2 separate regions of the Mus musculus genome follow, and region 1 is linked to region 2. Evidence: chromatin contacts called from public Hi-C data. All regions are on one chromosome and are shown on one strand. The core of a region is the stretch at or near the end of the contact, and the rest is flanking DNA. Distances in the headings are between cores, read along the strand shown.

What was found. A called contact is a pair of places that touch in the nucleus more often than the background predicts.
Region 1: a Hi-C map of the C2C12 cell line shows a contact between it and region 2, with 1.9 times the contacts expected there. The contact joins two enhancer-like sites. A contact is called at or near these places in 2 of 15 datasets of contacts at CTCF or cohesin (large pre-B cells and pro-B cells), 5 of 484 Hi-C or Micro-C datasets (the 3T3-L1 cell line, 3T3-L1-derived adipocytes, the C2C12 cell line and 2 more) and 2 of 115 datasets of contacts at active chromatin or transcription factors (fibro-adipogenic progenitors and heart atrium).

What each region holds. Positions count from the first base shown.
Region 1 is chr11:45,171,593-45,179,080 of GRCm38.p6, reverse strand. No RefSeq gene overlaps it. Among named protein-coding and RNA genes, the nearest start is that of Gm12159, 58 kb to the right of the region's middle. Within about 2 kb of position 3,495, at least 38 of the 459 cell types and tissues checked have an H3K27ac peak or open chromatin away from gene starts, as enhancers often do. A contact at or near this core is called in the C2C12 cell line, where this site is marked.
Region 2 is chr11:45,009,024-45,016,265 of GRCm38.p6, reverse strand. No RefSeq gene overlaps it. Among named protein-coding and RNA genes, the nearest start is that of Gm51859, 76 kb to the left of the region's middle. Within about 2 kb of position 4,000, at least 4 of the 459 cell types and tissues checked have an H3K27ac peak or open chromatin away from gene starts, as enhancers often do. A contact at or near this core is called in the C2C12 cell line, where this site is marked.

The DNA of each region.
Region 1 (7,488 bases), core at 2,246-4,745, 160 kb before region 2:
CCAATGCCTAGACTGAGTCATGACTAACTCATGGGTGACATTTGACATCATTCTCTTCTCTGCCAGGATCATCTTCATGATGATGGTGAGACCAGCACTTTATATCTTAATTTCTCCATTAGTTTGTTTCTTTCAACAGGAGAGCTGAGGGATTTCTTTTTTCAGTCAATATGCTATCCTCCCTATCATGTATTAATGGATGACTTTAAGACAATACTATATGAGTCTCTGGTTATATGAGATGGAGACAGAAGAGCCTATTCCCTCATAAAACTTGCTCTTATCCATAAATACATATTGGTATCCACATATAAGCTGAAGATGTAGTCGCATGGATCTGGTATTTTTCAAAGTGATTGAACATATCATATGGTAGAATCATTGACTTATAGAGTTTTCTAACTGAATTACCTTAGTGAGAACGACACAGACACATCCCCAGAACTCCTTTTGTCCTCATCATTTTTAAAAAGTCTCTGAAATAGTGGTATTCCAAAAGATGTTTATTACGCACTTATTACAATCTGTACTTTCCTTGTTAAATCCGATACGGCTCCAGCAATGAGTAACAGATCTTTTGAGCACTGCGACTCAGACTCGGCTTCAACATGATTCTAAGAGCTGTGCTGGCTGATGGGAACACACCCCATTCTCATGCCCCTTCCGTTATGCTTCAGCAGGATAGCTCATCAGATTCGGGCTCACACTATTCGTGGGAAGGAGCCTTTTGCCTCTTTCCCCCACTGAGTCTGGGGACATGTTATGTTCCATCAGCAGTTCCTCTGATATTTTGTCTAAAGCCCTTCCCTTGCCTTGGATACTGGCTAACATTTTCCACTGGTCAGAAACTTTGTTTATACAGCTGATGGAGTTAACAGCCCATCTCTTCTCTTGTAGACACTCCAATTCTACCGTCACCATAACAGGGGTTGGCTGTTTAACTTGGCAGAATCGCACCAGTAATATGTGATAACCAAATTGCGTAGATGATCAATTCATTTCCCTCAGAACTTACTCCAATAAATAAAGCCACCGAGCCTTATGATGGAGTTGCTGCCTCAGTCAAGGCACACAATGTGGACTAAAGCCTGCGGACAGGGACTTTCAGACATCCTGAATAGCAACCAGAGAATGGTCCTATAGTAGATAAACTGTGCACTAGAATCCATACACTTCAGCTTTCTCAGGAGCTGTAGCTCAGTTTTCTATGCTACCTATATTAGAAATACTATGCCCAGTAAAAGCTTCCTCAAAGCTACTGGGCTCAAGGGGTTCAAAGACCTAACTGCTGGCACGTCAAATTAGCTACACCTTATCCGACTCCCACCTATATATATGTGTAAATGCACATGTGGATGAACCTTACTGAGCCATCATAGTCTTTATGTTGATGTGCAGAGTCACCTCAGTGGAGAATCAAAGATAACTGAAACTTATTTAAAATATGTTTTCCCTTTCCTGAGGAAGACAAGTGAGTTCTCTGAGTGAAAATACATAAAATACAGTGGGGATTTTATCAATAGGATTTAAACTCACAGAGGTAGACCTGCCTCCGTCTCCCCAGAACTGTGATTGAAGATGTGCACCACCATTTTTGTCAATAGACTGCCACATATAATTTTGAATGAAAATATTTCTAAAGGCCAGAGCAAGCCTTCTCGTTGGCGATGTATGTATGGCCTGAGATCATCATGCAACCCACCTTTAATAGAAAAAAAAAAGGGAGGATTATGCCTCTTTCTAAATGGCCAATTAGCAGGAGGACCAAGAAGTACATTGCGTATGGGTGGGGGCCACTGTACCTCAGACAGTAAGGCATTCGCCTTTCAAACACAAGAACCTGAGTTCAATTCTCCAGAACTCATTAAAACAAAAGGCAAGCATGATGTAATAGCCAGTACTGGAAGATGGAGCAAGGCGGGTCCCTGTGGCTTGCTGGCCAGCTGGCCTAGCCTACTCAAGCAAGATACAGGCCAATGAGAGATCCTATAAAAACAATATGTATGGTGCTGACATCCAAAGTAGACTTTTGGCTTAAACACACACATGATTTCTCACACAAACAAACACACACAGCTACATTTATATACAGGGCATAAAACACCTAGCAGAATAATCCCTCAATTGCCAAGTGAGCAAAGGCACAGAGTAGCACCCGGAGATCCCATTCAAAGTGGACACTAAGCAGTGTTGACTCCACTGTGAGGCTGGTTCTCCTCAGTTCTCTCTCCGCCTCCCTGATTTCTCCAAGAAGAGCCTGTTTAAGATGCAGTTTGCACCTCCCCCCCCCCCAGCAACCTCATAATGCTTTCTCAGCTTCCTTGTCTGAGAGAGAACTGGCTGTCCATGGAACCTTGGCCAAAGTGTATGTAATTAGATTGTTATAAGGGTGTGTTTTAGTTTTCTCCGTTCATGTTTTTGTAGCAAATATCTTCCTGACAAGTAGAAATGTTTTCCTCTTAATAGCAGCAATACAGAATTTCACTTTTATGCAAATTGATGTGGAGGAAAGGATACTTTAAAGAAAAATAAGCAGAATATGAATGATATTTAATTTGACAAAATGTGGGCATGATATGAATGTGATTGAAGTAAGAAATCATATGTCCTAAGTGGTCTGATGCAGATTAAGCCCTGGGAGTGCTTGTTTTGGAAGTAGTTGAGATTTTCTTTTTATATGTAGTGTTTTATTACTCACAAAACTCTAAACCCCTACAAGGAAACAGCAGAAATGAACAAAGAAATTTGGAATTTTCACCATTCTGACAAATCCATTTATTGAGGGAATCTAGTCACTGGAGTCTCACTTCAACCTTTTGAACATGAAAGACACACATACACACACACACACACACACACACACACACACACACACACACACACTGAGCAGGGGGAAGGAGGGAGGGAGGGAAGAAAAAAAGAGGTGGTGTCTATTGGTCGGGGGGAGAGAGAGAGAGAGAGAGAGAGAGAGAGAGAGAGAGAGAGAGAGAGAGATATCCTGCCCAAAAGTCTAGTTTGTCTCATTACCTTTAGAGTGGAACACACAAGCAGTCTACCAACTGCTTCCAGAACAGACTTAAATTTGTGCCGAAAGACATTTTGCTTTGGCCTTGGGAGACCACATGAACCCACAAATAGTTACAATTTGGAAGAAGTTGTAGATAAGCTAATCCCTTATGATCCAAGTCCTCTCCTCCATACCCCCTCTCTCTTGTGCACGCACACACACACACACACACACACACACACACACACATACACAAACACACACAGAATTTCCAACTCATGTTAGAGTAAGCACCATGGAATATTTTGGGGTGGGTTTTAAAGATGCTGTTTCTGGAAGAATCTGTGTGAGTTCAGTTTAGGAAAAGTGTGGAAAGCAAGATGACATTCAAGCAGCTTGGAAGCCTATTTTGTTGCATATAGTGCTTGGCTAAATGAAATACCCAAGTTAATGATTTCTGCTTGTTAATACATAACTCTGGCTTCAAGTGAGTAAGGGCTTGGAAGAGAAACAGCAGTAAAAACATGACTAGCTTCGTCTTCATTCCTCCCTAATATATTCAATTCCAACCCCTGGAAAACTTAACCAACTTCACTGTAGTCTCTCAAGCTGCCTCTCCTGAGAGTTACCGTCTTTAAGACTGATGTAGCTTCCCGCCCCCTTATAGTCTCCTAGTCTGTGTTTATATAATTATTGTCGCAAATTTAGATATGTGACACTTTAACACCATATTATTGCACTTTAAGGGAAGCCACGCCCTCCGTACGGTTCTCCTTCCCTGGGTGTAGAACTCTGATTCCCAGCAGATGTTCAGTGGTGTTACGAAATGGCTTCAGAATGCTGGAGTCAGATGGAGCACAGAGGCGAGAGCCAATTATGTCATATGGTGTCAATGCCCAGTTACAACACTAATATAACCAGTTTTTTATTATTTTTTAATTTTTTGCTTCTAATGACTTCCATGGATCCTTCAGAGCTCCTTACAAAAAGCCAGATTGGACCTGTCCTTATACTTTTTAAACTAAGGAGGACAAGACATTGCTCATGGTCCGTTTTGTGGGTGCATCAGACATGTCTGCAAAAGGTGAAGCAAAAGTAAAAACAAAATCCTCTACAATAGCTGAGTCACTACTGACTCAATCTGTGTCTAGAATGTGGGTTTCTAGTGAGTGTGTAAGGCATGTGTTAATCCTGCCTTCTATCCAGTTTAATTATCTTCATTTTTCTCTCATTCTCAGAGATTGGAACTATGCATATCTGTGACCCCTTTCCAAACATAAAATAGTACCTTTTTTACTCTTTTAATTCCTACCCCAATCTGAAAATGTAATTGTTTTGAATCTACCTTAGGCTGAGATAACAAAGACACATTTGTATAGGTTTCATATATTTTCTTGGCTATTGTTTATTAGATGAGAGCAAGGGTTAGTTGAAAGTGGGCCCCACAAATCAAAGCTGGTTGTATGGTTTTGTTTCTTTGTTTTGGAGACACAGTCTCATGTAACCTAGGCTGGTCTGGAGCTCACACAGAGCTGAGAATGGTTTTAAATATCTGATCTTCCTGACTCTACTTCCTGAATGTTGGGATTATAGGTGTATAAGGTCATACCTGTTTTTCTGTGGTGTTAAAGATCAAAGTCGGGACATTCTAAGCAAGCATTCTATCCACTGAACTCCATCTCCATCTCAGTGTGTGGCTTTTGTAAATAATGTTTCATTGGGACATAGCCAAACCTATTAGTTTCTAAATCACTGCTTTAACAGAACAGGGACAAAGTTGAATGGTCACTCCAGTAGTCCATAAATATAAAGTCATTACTCTATGGATTCTGTAAAAATACATTTGCTAGTCCCTAGCGCATGGTTGAGGGAATGTTAGAGGTACATGGGAGGGAAAACATTTGTGGTTTTCTCAAGTTCTATGTAAAATGTTTGCCAGTTCCAAATTTGGCTTTCTGTTAACTCACATATGCACAGGCTTCCCTCTATAAAAGTCCTAATGTAGCATGAGAGATAATATGTTAGTTCATTAATATTAATTTTCACTCCCACTGTTTTATTGGTAACGAAAGTAACTATAATTGTAACATGGAGCTGCCCTTTCTCATTCAGCAAGAGGATAATCGTTCCCAGGATTGCCAAAGCCAAACACAAAGAAGATGCAATCCTGCACATCAAGATTCGGCCAGATGTATGAATGTCACACAGCAAACCCATTTGTACCATTCTCTCCTCCCTCCCCAACTAGTTGAGTTTCAAATGACAGCATCAAAGCACCTCAGAAGGACTTGTGTGAACTGTATTCATTTAAGTGCCAGGCCATCTCCCAGCAGGGGGCAGCAAGCATGGTGCCCATATCATGGGAATGTGACCCTTGCAGATCTGGCTTGCCAGGACTCTACTGCTGCAGGAATCAGTTATAAACTAAGGAGGGTCTCCCCCTACCCCACAAATTCCCGCTTCTTCTCAAATATGTCATTCATATTCCCAGTCTCCAGTATCCTCATGACACTCAACTCCTAGGCTAGGCATCACACTTTAGGGAAAGCTGTTCCTTAACATACCAGGTGCAAGATAGGACCCGAGACATGACACTGGGAAGACATGAAATGAAATTTGTCCAAGCAACCATTCACCCCACTGAAGAAAGAGAAAAATTAGTAAGCACCGCATTACATCTCATATGCCAGGTTCTTAGTTAATTCTTTTAACTAATACCAGTTGATCACCCTATTTACATAACCACAACCCAAGAATATACCATTATGCCATACAGTTATTCACATGGACCCAAGGCTCAGCAAAGCTTAGCAATCAGCCCAATGTTATACAACTAGTATGGATTCTGCAGACGATATCTTTTAACTTATTTATTTATTTATTTATTTATTTTTATTTATTACATATTTTCCTCAATTACATTTCCAATGCTATCCCAAAAGTCCCCCATACCCTCCCCCCCCACTTCCCTACCCACCCATTCCCATTTTTTTTGGCCCTGGCGTTCCCCTGTACTGGGGCATATATAGTTTGCGTGTCCAATGGGCCTCTCTTTCCAGTGATGGCCGACTAGGCCATCTTTTGATACATATGCAGCTAGAGTCAAGAGCTCCGGGGTACTGATTAGTTAATAATGTTGTTCTACCTATAGGGTTGCAGATCCCTTTAGCTCCTTGGGTACTTTCTCTAGCTCCTCCATTGGGAGCCCTGTGATCCATCCAATAGCTGACTGTGAGCATCCACTTCTGTGTTTGCTAGGCCCCGGCATAGTCTCACAAGAGCACTGGGTCTCTTAAGTAACACAAGTTGACTGGTGGCATAGAGATACTCTCTTGATTTAGAAAGCCACTCTTTAAAGGAATTGGGATGGGCAGCCTGAATAAGGGGATTTGTTGTTTCCTCGTACAATTCTTCTTGTTCCATCACAATATTGGCGATGAAATCTGGGCTGGTCCCTGGTGTCAAAGGACTAAGGCTTCCCTGATGAGACTTGCTTTGCATTCAAGCAGGAGAAGAGCAAAGTGTATCATCATGCTATTGACTATTCAAGAGATCAGCTCAGATGAGGATGCCCAGTAGGACCTAGCTATTTAGAGGAAGAAAGCAGACTGGAGTCTTTGGTTCCAATGAGAGACGGCCCCATTTTTTCCTCAAAGATCTAGGGGTTTATTGCTCCTGCAGAGTACAAGTAATGCAGGCAGGGAAATGAAATGTGGGGGAGGGAATCAAATAAGAAACAGATAAGAAGAACACACACACACACACACACACACACACACACACACACACACACGTGTGAGATGGCTCAAGGAGACTCTTAGAGAGGTTGATTAAGAGTGGATGTTGCTTATCCTTCCAGGGTCTTGGAGAGGCCACTGGCTGTGGTTCATTCCTTAAACACCACGTTTTATTGCCTGGCCTCTTGCTTCTGCTCTAACTCTCAGGAGAGCTGATTTCCAACGAGCCAGAAAACCAGTTCTGAGATCCTGAAAGTAGTGATCAAGGAAGCTCCAGGGGCTTGGAAAAGACGTCTGATCCTCAAGAAGAAGAGTTTTTATACAGAAGGGAGAACAATAAACAATACCTGTCTCCCCTCCCCCAATTGCCCACTAACATTATTGCAATTCAGGAGAGCGCGTATTGGCAATGATAGTCTGCTGTATAGACATCTCCAGGTGTTGTCTGCAGTACTTCCCACACATCTCACTAAATCACCCTAGGGACACTAGGGACATTGCCAAACTAGTCCTATGGCCATACTTATTTTGGAAAAGAACTTCCCTTTCCCAAATGCTACCCGTTGTCTTGTCACAGATGGTTTTTCATACCTGAGATCACCTCAGCAATGTTCGATTCAGACAGGAATACAAAGATCAGTATGAAAAGATGAAAAGGTGTTCCGAGTGATTGTTTAATATTTTTTTGCTATTAATTACTTATGGTGATGTTAACATATTGAATATGTCAGATTAAGTAGGTTG
Region 2 (7,242 bases), core at 2,751-5,250:
GTGTGTGTGTGTGTGTTTAAGCCTTCAAGTTCCAATGGGGACTTTGTGGGTTTATATGGTGATGTGAGTACTTCCTTTTCATCTGAAGTCACTGAACCTTTACCAGATGGCCCCAATGAGAACTGAACATGCATACTTTCATAGTGAATATTATCGGCCCATCTATTTGGATAAACCGTTTCTAAAGTCACTTGGCGGCTAACTTTGCTCTTTTAATTTGCCGTGTTTTCTTCATATCTTTTCTCATATGTGACAAGAAGAGGTCATGCTCATGACTTTCTCTTTTTGCTCTTAAAGAACAGGTCAACTTCTCCACTTAGCTAGATCCTGTACATCCTTCTCTAGGGTCTTTCCCAATGAGTCTGTCTGCCCCTCCCTTCCATGTACCACCCCACCCCACCCCAACTTGCCAGATCTAGCCTGGGTTCCATATCTAGTGCCCTGATCTAGTCTGTCCACCTCTGCCTGTGTCTCAGCCAACCTCTAAGCTTCTTCTAAAACACACCTGCCTGCCCCCACAACCCACAGGCTTCTCCCATGCCACAATCTACCTAGCTATCCAGCAAGATGTATTCCCACACTCCAGGCTTAGACTAGGACGCACATCCTACACACCAACTTCTTCCCCTCTGTCCATATTACTTACTTCCACCTAAGACATTTTCAACCTCCAATACCAGCACATCCTCTCTTCTGTCATAGCATGCTCTGCTCATATCAGATGCAGAACTAAGAACTCCACATCCTGAGATCTCATAAAAAAATAAAAAGATTAAAGATTAAGGTAATATTTGTACTGTAAAACATGTAGAAATGTTTGCTGAGAGTTGCCAAGATGAACCTGAGATCATATAATTTAAAAGAATAATTATAAATTTTATCGAAGAATTCAAAGAGCTTGAATAAGACGCAAAGAAACAGCTCAATGAAATTAAGGAGAAAAAAATAAAGGAGAATAGATGCCAGAGTGATTCCCAGGAAAGACAAAGCCCAAAAGAAATGGATGACTTTCTAGATTCTGCCAAACCACCAAAAGTTAAACAAAAGAAAAAGTAAAAAGAAAAACCTAAAAAGACCCATAACAAAGAAGGTTATTAAACTAATAATGAAAAGCCTTCCAATTAAAACTGTCCAGGCCAAGATGGATCCACAACAGAATTTTATTAGATTTTCAAAGATTTATAGCCAGTCTTTCTTAAACTATTTTTAAAAAGATAGAAGCAGGAGAACACACTTCAACATAATAAAAGCAACATATGAGGAATCTACAGCCAACGTCATCCTAAATGGAGAAAAGCTTGAAGCAATTCTACTGACGTCAGAGATGAGACAGAGATGGCCACCCTCCCCACTCCTTTTCAATAATGTACTGGAGGCACTAGTTGGAGCAATAAGGCAAAAGAAAGTTAAAGGGTTGCAAATAGGAAAAGAAGTCATCAAACTCTCCCTACTTATAGATGACATATTATACATTAGTGATCCCCAAAATTCTACTAAGGACACTTCTAGAAATGCTAAACAAAGCCAACAGTGTGAGAGAGCACAGAATCAACATACACACATGAATAGCCTCTCTACACACAACAACAAACATATAGAGAAAGAGATCATGGTGCGAAAAACTAAGAAACTGAAGAGGAACCATTGCCACCCCCAGGAGGTACAACAGAAAAGGAGAATAAAAGAGTATAGTGACCTGAAGAGGACAATTGGAAAAACAGGGAACTTTAATTAGAGATGCAGGAAAAGATAAGTACAGAAGGAGAAGGGGGCACTTCCAGTAAGGGTGGCTGGAAAAAAGTTAAGAATCATTGACTGTCTAAAAATACGTGTAATACACCATTTTATGCATAAATGAGAATATATAGTTTAAATAATTTTTGATCTCTGGGATGCTAATGCTTTCTCCAAGAGCCAAAGACAAACTAACAAAAATCCCAATAGCAGGTTTAAAAAAAAAAAAGCCTTCTTTTGAGTTGTTGGTCAAGAGACCCTCAAAACATTATAGGTTGTTACTGTTGTCCTTGATTGCCCTTTCAGAGGTAGAACATAAGTCCCTATTTTTGAAGATGCAATGCAATTCAGGTACAGAACCAGAGGCCCTTGAGCTTGAAAGCTCCCTCTCTGGGGACGAGCTTTCATGGTACCAGAAAGTGCCATGCAAGCTTCCAAAATGATGCAAACAACAGTTCTACCCAGCTATGATGCCCGTAAACCACCACAGCTAGAATGGCGTGTTAACTCAGCGTGTGCAACAGTGGTGCACATGCCTTGGTGGTAACCAACAACTCTCTAATTGGACTCAGTACCCACTCAACATGAAGGATATGCCTGGTACTGGAATACTAATCAATTTACCCTAGGCTGGTAAAGCCACGGATCTTAGTGGAGAACCTACAACGCCTACTTTATTAAACCAGCATAATCCCTAACTATATCCTAAATATTTGTCATTAAATCCACAACTGCAATTGGTACTCCACATCAAAGAAAGTTCTCTTCTCAACAGATGGAGACCATTCCAGAAATCTACAACCAATCAAACTGCACACTACAGAGTCCAGTCCCAAAGGATACATCTATAATACCACTCCTGCACCTAAGGTTCAGGGACCATTTTGGAGAAGACAGAAAAATGTTAAGAGCCAGAGGATCATAGAGTTTGCTGTGTGTGAGATTGTGTCTCCTAAGAATGTCAGAAGCTATACCCATAATGTCTTACCTACATGACTGTCTAAACATGTGCTGAACTAGGACAACATGCTAACATACACGGGAGAAGTCCCACTCCTATACAAAGAGTGACAAGCAACTAAAGAATGGTAAGAGTTGGAAAAACAATCTTCCCCAGGGAAGAACACTCTAATTGGTTATTCAATACCCTATGGTATTCTCCATGTATGTCTATGTGTGTGTGTGTGTGTGTGTGTGTGTGTGTGTGTGTGTGTGAGTGTGTGTTTATATAGACTCTGCAGCCATACATATATATATATATATATATATATATATATATATATATATATATATATATATATATTTCAATATATTCTTGCCATGGTTCCTGCTTCCTTGTCTCTTCCAAATCCTCCTCCTTATTACCCCGATCATCCATTTCCACACCATTTCCATACCTTCTTTCTCTCACCCTTTAGAAAGCAAACAGGAAAACAAACAAACAAAACAAAAAAACTATTTCTCTGGTCCCTCCATCCACCCACAATATTTTGCTAGTATATAAAGGATAATTTGGAAAGTAATTTTTACCAGCCTTGGGTATTTGATGTTCAATGTAGTTGAATTTGCTTAATAACTATAAGACATTTATGCTAAATTACTATTAGAAGAATGCTTTAATAACAAGATCACTGGACCAGAGAGAAGAAGAATAGCCATCAAGATCTAGGAAAAAAATTAAAGAAAATAATAAAGCTAATAGATAAGTAAATACAGACAGAAAGAATAAGTCAAATGTTATTAAAAGTTGAATATTAAGAGTCTGTTTCCCTCTGTTGTCCTGCCACAGGAGATCATGTTTGATTAGCACAATGTCTCCCCCTTTCCCTTCTCTGCTAAAGGGGAAGGAGCTTTGCTGCCAGAAGGGATGTCATGAAGAACCAAGCAGTGAATAAGAGTGAAGAAGGAAGAAGTTAGCAATAAAAACACCTGAAGAACAGAAAGAGGGCTTTCGCCACGTGGAATAAAGAAACAAAGATGGGGAGCAAGGGGACCAATAACAAAGAATTAATTATCAGTATTAATTATTAGCACTAATCGGTATTGAAGCAGAATTGGGTTCTTTTTAATAGCCATTGGAGGATATAAGCAAGACATTTGATTGCTGCTTCATTAAGTTTGGCTATTGAGCTTGCTAGTGGAGTCTGTGTAGACTTGGTGCCACAGATTCACTCAGACATGTTGGGATCCAGTGGCATTTGTTACAGTGTGTGCTGTGACTCTTTGAGTCATTGCTGTGTCTCCCCTAGGCAGCTGTGAGAGAGATGTGTGAGTCAACATGATATCATCATATCCCTAGCTCTCAGCTTGAAGAGGTGTCTAATCTATGGTTCATGGAGGGCCACATGCCCGCCCCCAGAATAGCAAAATTGCTACCCTTCACAAAATCAAAAACTTCCTTAAAATATGAGATTATTTTTGTACTGATGTGTGGGTGTGGGTGTGTAAAATTCAGAGTGTGAACTGCGTACAAGACAATGTCATGTCAAAACGTTAGCCATGTCTATGAACTTAACACAAAAGAGGCTCCCATAAAAATGTATCTCATAAGTAAAACCTTTCTATAAGGGCCCGGAAATAGCTTGATTTCCATTTATCCCTTCTGACTTTCATGGAGCAATCCATGTTATTGAATGAATCATGTGTAGTAGGGCACCTTCCATTTTATTGACAGTTCACCTGCATCTTTGTAGAGCATGAAATTTTCTTTAGAGTATCATTCCCAGCACTAGAAGTTTCCTCCAGAAAGCTCATAGTGAGCAGGCTGAGGGTTAATTCCAGGACTCAAAACTTTTGTTCTTGCTACAGAATGTGAAATTTCTACCTTTGGTGGGGGAGGGAGGGTATATGCTAAATAGATCAAAATTAGTTCCAACATACCGTAACTCTCCAGATAAAACTACTTGATGCTCTTGTTTAAGAAAGAAAAAAATGAAAACAATATCTTTCTAGTTCTGGAAACTGAATTTGAAGATATAGGAAGGATTGGATCATTGGCTCCACAGTAAGAAAAATAGGCCAGAGAGACCAACGTCTTCTTAAAGGGAAGTTCTCTCTATCTCTGTCAAAGGTGTGAGCATTCAATTGGGCATTGCAGCTCAGTAGCAAAGTCCATGCCTAGCATGTGTGAGGTCCCAGGTTCCATTCCCAGCTCCCAACATGCATACTGGTGACTACTCTTTTGACTTTTTTGTTATCCATTAACTCCCATATTACATCGACCATTGAACCATGATGGCTCTTTTACATCTCTTAGTCCTATCTACTTCCCCCTTTTATCTCCCTAATCCAAGCTGTTCATGTCTTGAGAGGACCACTACAATAACCTCCAGGTGTTCCTCAGTTTCCCTCTGCCCCCTCTACAGGACATCTCTAAGGTCCGTGTATGCAATATGGAAGTCTCCCCACTGTTTATGAGGATAATAAATGTGTGCTGTGACATAAACAACAAGAAAATATAAGTAGAGCAGAGATGGGAGACCATAGATGACAGAGAGACATGGAGAGAGGTCTGCCTGAGATGGAGCAGAAGGTCTCTGGCAGGTCAAGATCAGAAGCAAAATGAGTTCAAATAAGCTTAGGTTTCCCCCTGCAATAGGGTGAACTTGGGGGCTGATTAGAATGTAATATATTGAGGAATGAACAATTGATCGTGTGAAAGAGGGTGGAGGTGATCATTTTGAGATTTTGAACATGGCATGCGGAAAAGAACTCATTTCTTTGAGATTTTATGTAAAAATGAATTCATCTGTGATGGGTCTTCTGTGAAGCAAGAGGAATCATGGTAGGTTTTTTAGTGTGGGTTTGTGTCTTGAGCAGCCTCTGATGCCTGCAGCCAGCAGGGTTCCACAAGAACCTGATCCCACTTTCCCAAACCCCTATGGCCGGTAATTTCAATCCTTGGTTTATCTCATAGTGAAGTCTCAAGGTATTGATCATAGTTGGCTATTATACCATAAGGACTGCTCAAGTGACACCTTCAGTAACTTGGACTTTTTGCCAGAAATCCCAAAATGACACTTTAAAGGGACAAGAATGTAGATATATATATGGTTTATGAGTATCACTTGCATGTATATATGGACACCCCATATGCTTATGTGCAGTGCAAGAGGAGGCCAGAAGAGGGAACTGAATCCGTGTTAAATACGATTATGATCCATCATGTAAGTGCTAGGAACTTAATCTGGGTCCTCTACAAGAGCAGCCAGTACTCGTAAGTACTAAGCCATCTCTCAAGCCACTAACACTTATGGTTTTGAATCATTGCTTCTAAATTGGATTTCAACATTTATAAAGTGAAACATCATCAACTCCAAATGCTGGAGAAAAGAAATCTACCAAGTCCTAAAGTGACCAAAGGATGTGAAGACCATACATTCTGGTGAGGGCAAATTGTCTGGAGCAACTCTGGCCATATGTTCACTTCAGATGCAGCATGTGATTGCTGGTGGCTGTATCCAGCCCCTGCCTCCCCTTCACTCCCTCCCTTCTCCCATCCCTCCCTCCTTTTCTCTCTCATGGATAAATTCTTTCTGTCTCTCTCTGTCTATCTATGTGTGTCTCTCTGTCTCTCCTTCTCTCTGCCTGTCAGCTTAACCCCAAGGAATTTTGCCAGATTTAAATACACCACCGCCTTTGTGAACATTCAGGGACCGTGAGTTTGTGAGTTTGTCAGAGGCTCTGCGTGAAGGCACCTCAGCTGATTGGCTCCTTAGCATCTAACACACCAAACCCATGCTAGGTGCCCAGAATATGCTGTGAATTGGAGTCGTTGTGCCCCACAAAGTCACTGTGGGCATCTGTGCACTCCACTCACACAGTCTCTCTGCTCTTGGGTGCCCTTCATCTTACTTCAAGTTCAGTCATCACACTGTCAGCCATTCTGCCTCGGCTGCTCACTCTTTCTGCCTCAGCTCAACTACTACTTTCTCTAGAAGACTTTTCCAGAAAGTCCTTAGATTATGTCAGACCTCACGATGTTATACCTTCAAAGCATTCTTGACTCGGACCTCAATACCCTCGTTAGATGTTATGTGTGTTGTGGGTTTATGTCAATTTTTCTATTGTAAGCGCCAAGAGTGGGAACAATGCCAGTGTTCTTACGAATGGGTCCACTACTCCTCATCAAGGGTCATAGGCATGCCAAATGCTTGAGGTTTAAGGGAACAAATGAATGAATGAGTGAATGAATGAATGAATGAATGAATGCTGTCAAGAGGTAGGCCTTACGGAGTTCTAAGCCAATTCAGAGTGTGGTTATCTGTTTTTATTCTGTGGAGCTCTGGCATATGTCTGCCTCTTGCAGTTTAAGCATCATAGACATGGATGACGTGGAAGCGGGTTGTCTTGTCTGGCACCACATGCATCCTGAAGTCATCCTGAACCTTTTGCTCAGTGTTTCTCCTCTGCAACTGATACAGAATTGAAAAAATAGGGGATGGCCAAGCTGATCAGGTAGGAGTCTCCATGGAGACAGGACAGCAGCTTCTGTATGTTCTGGCTTAC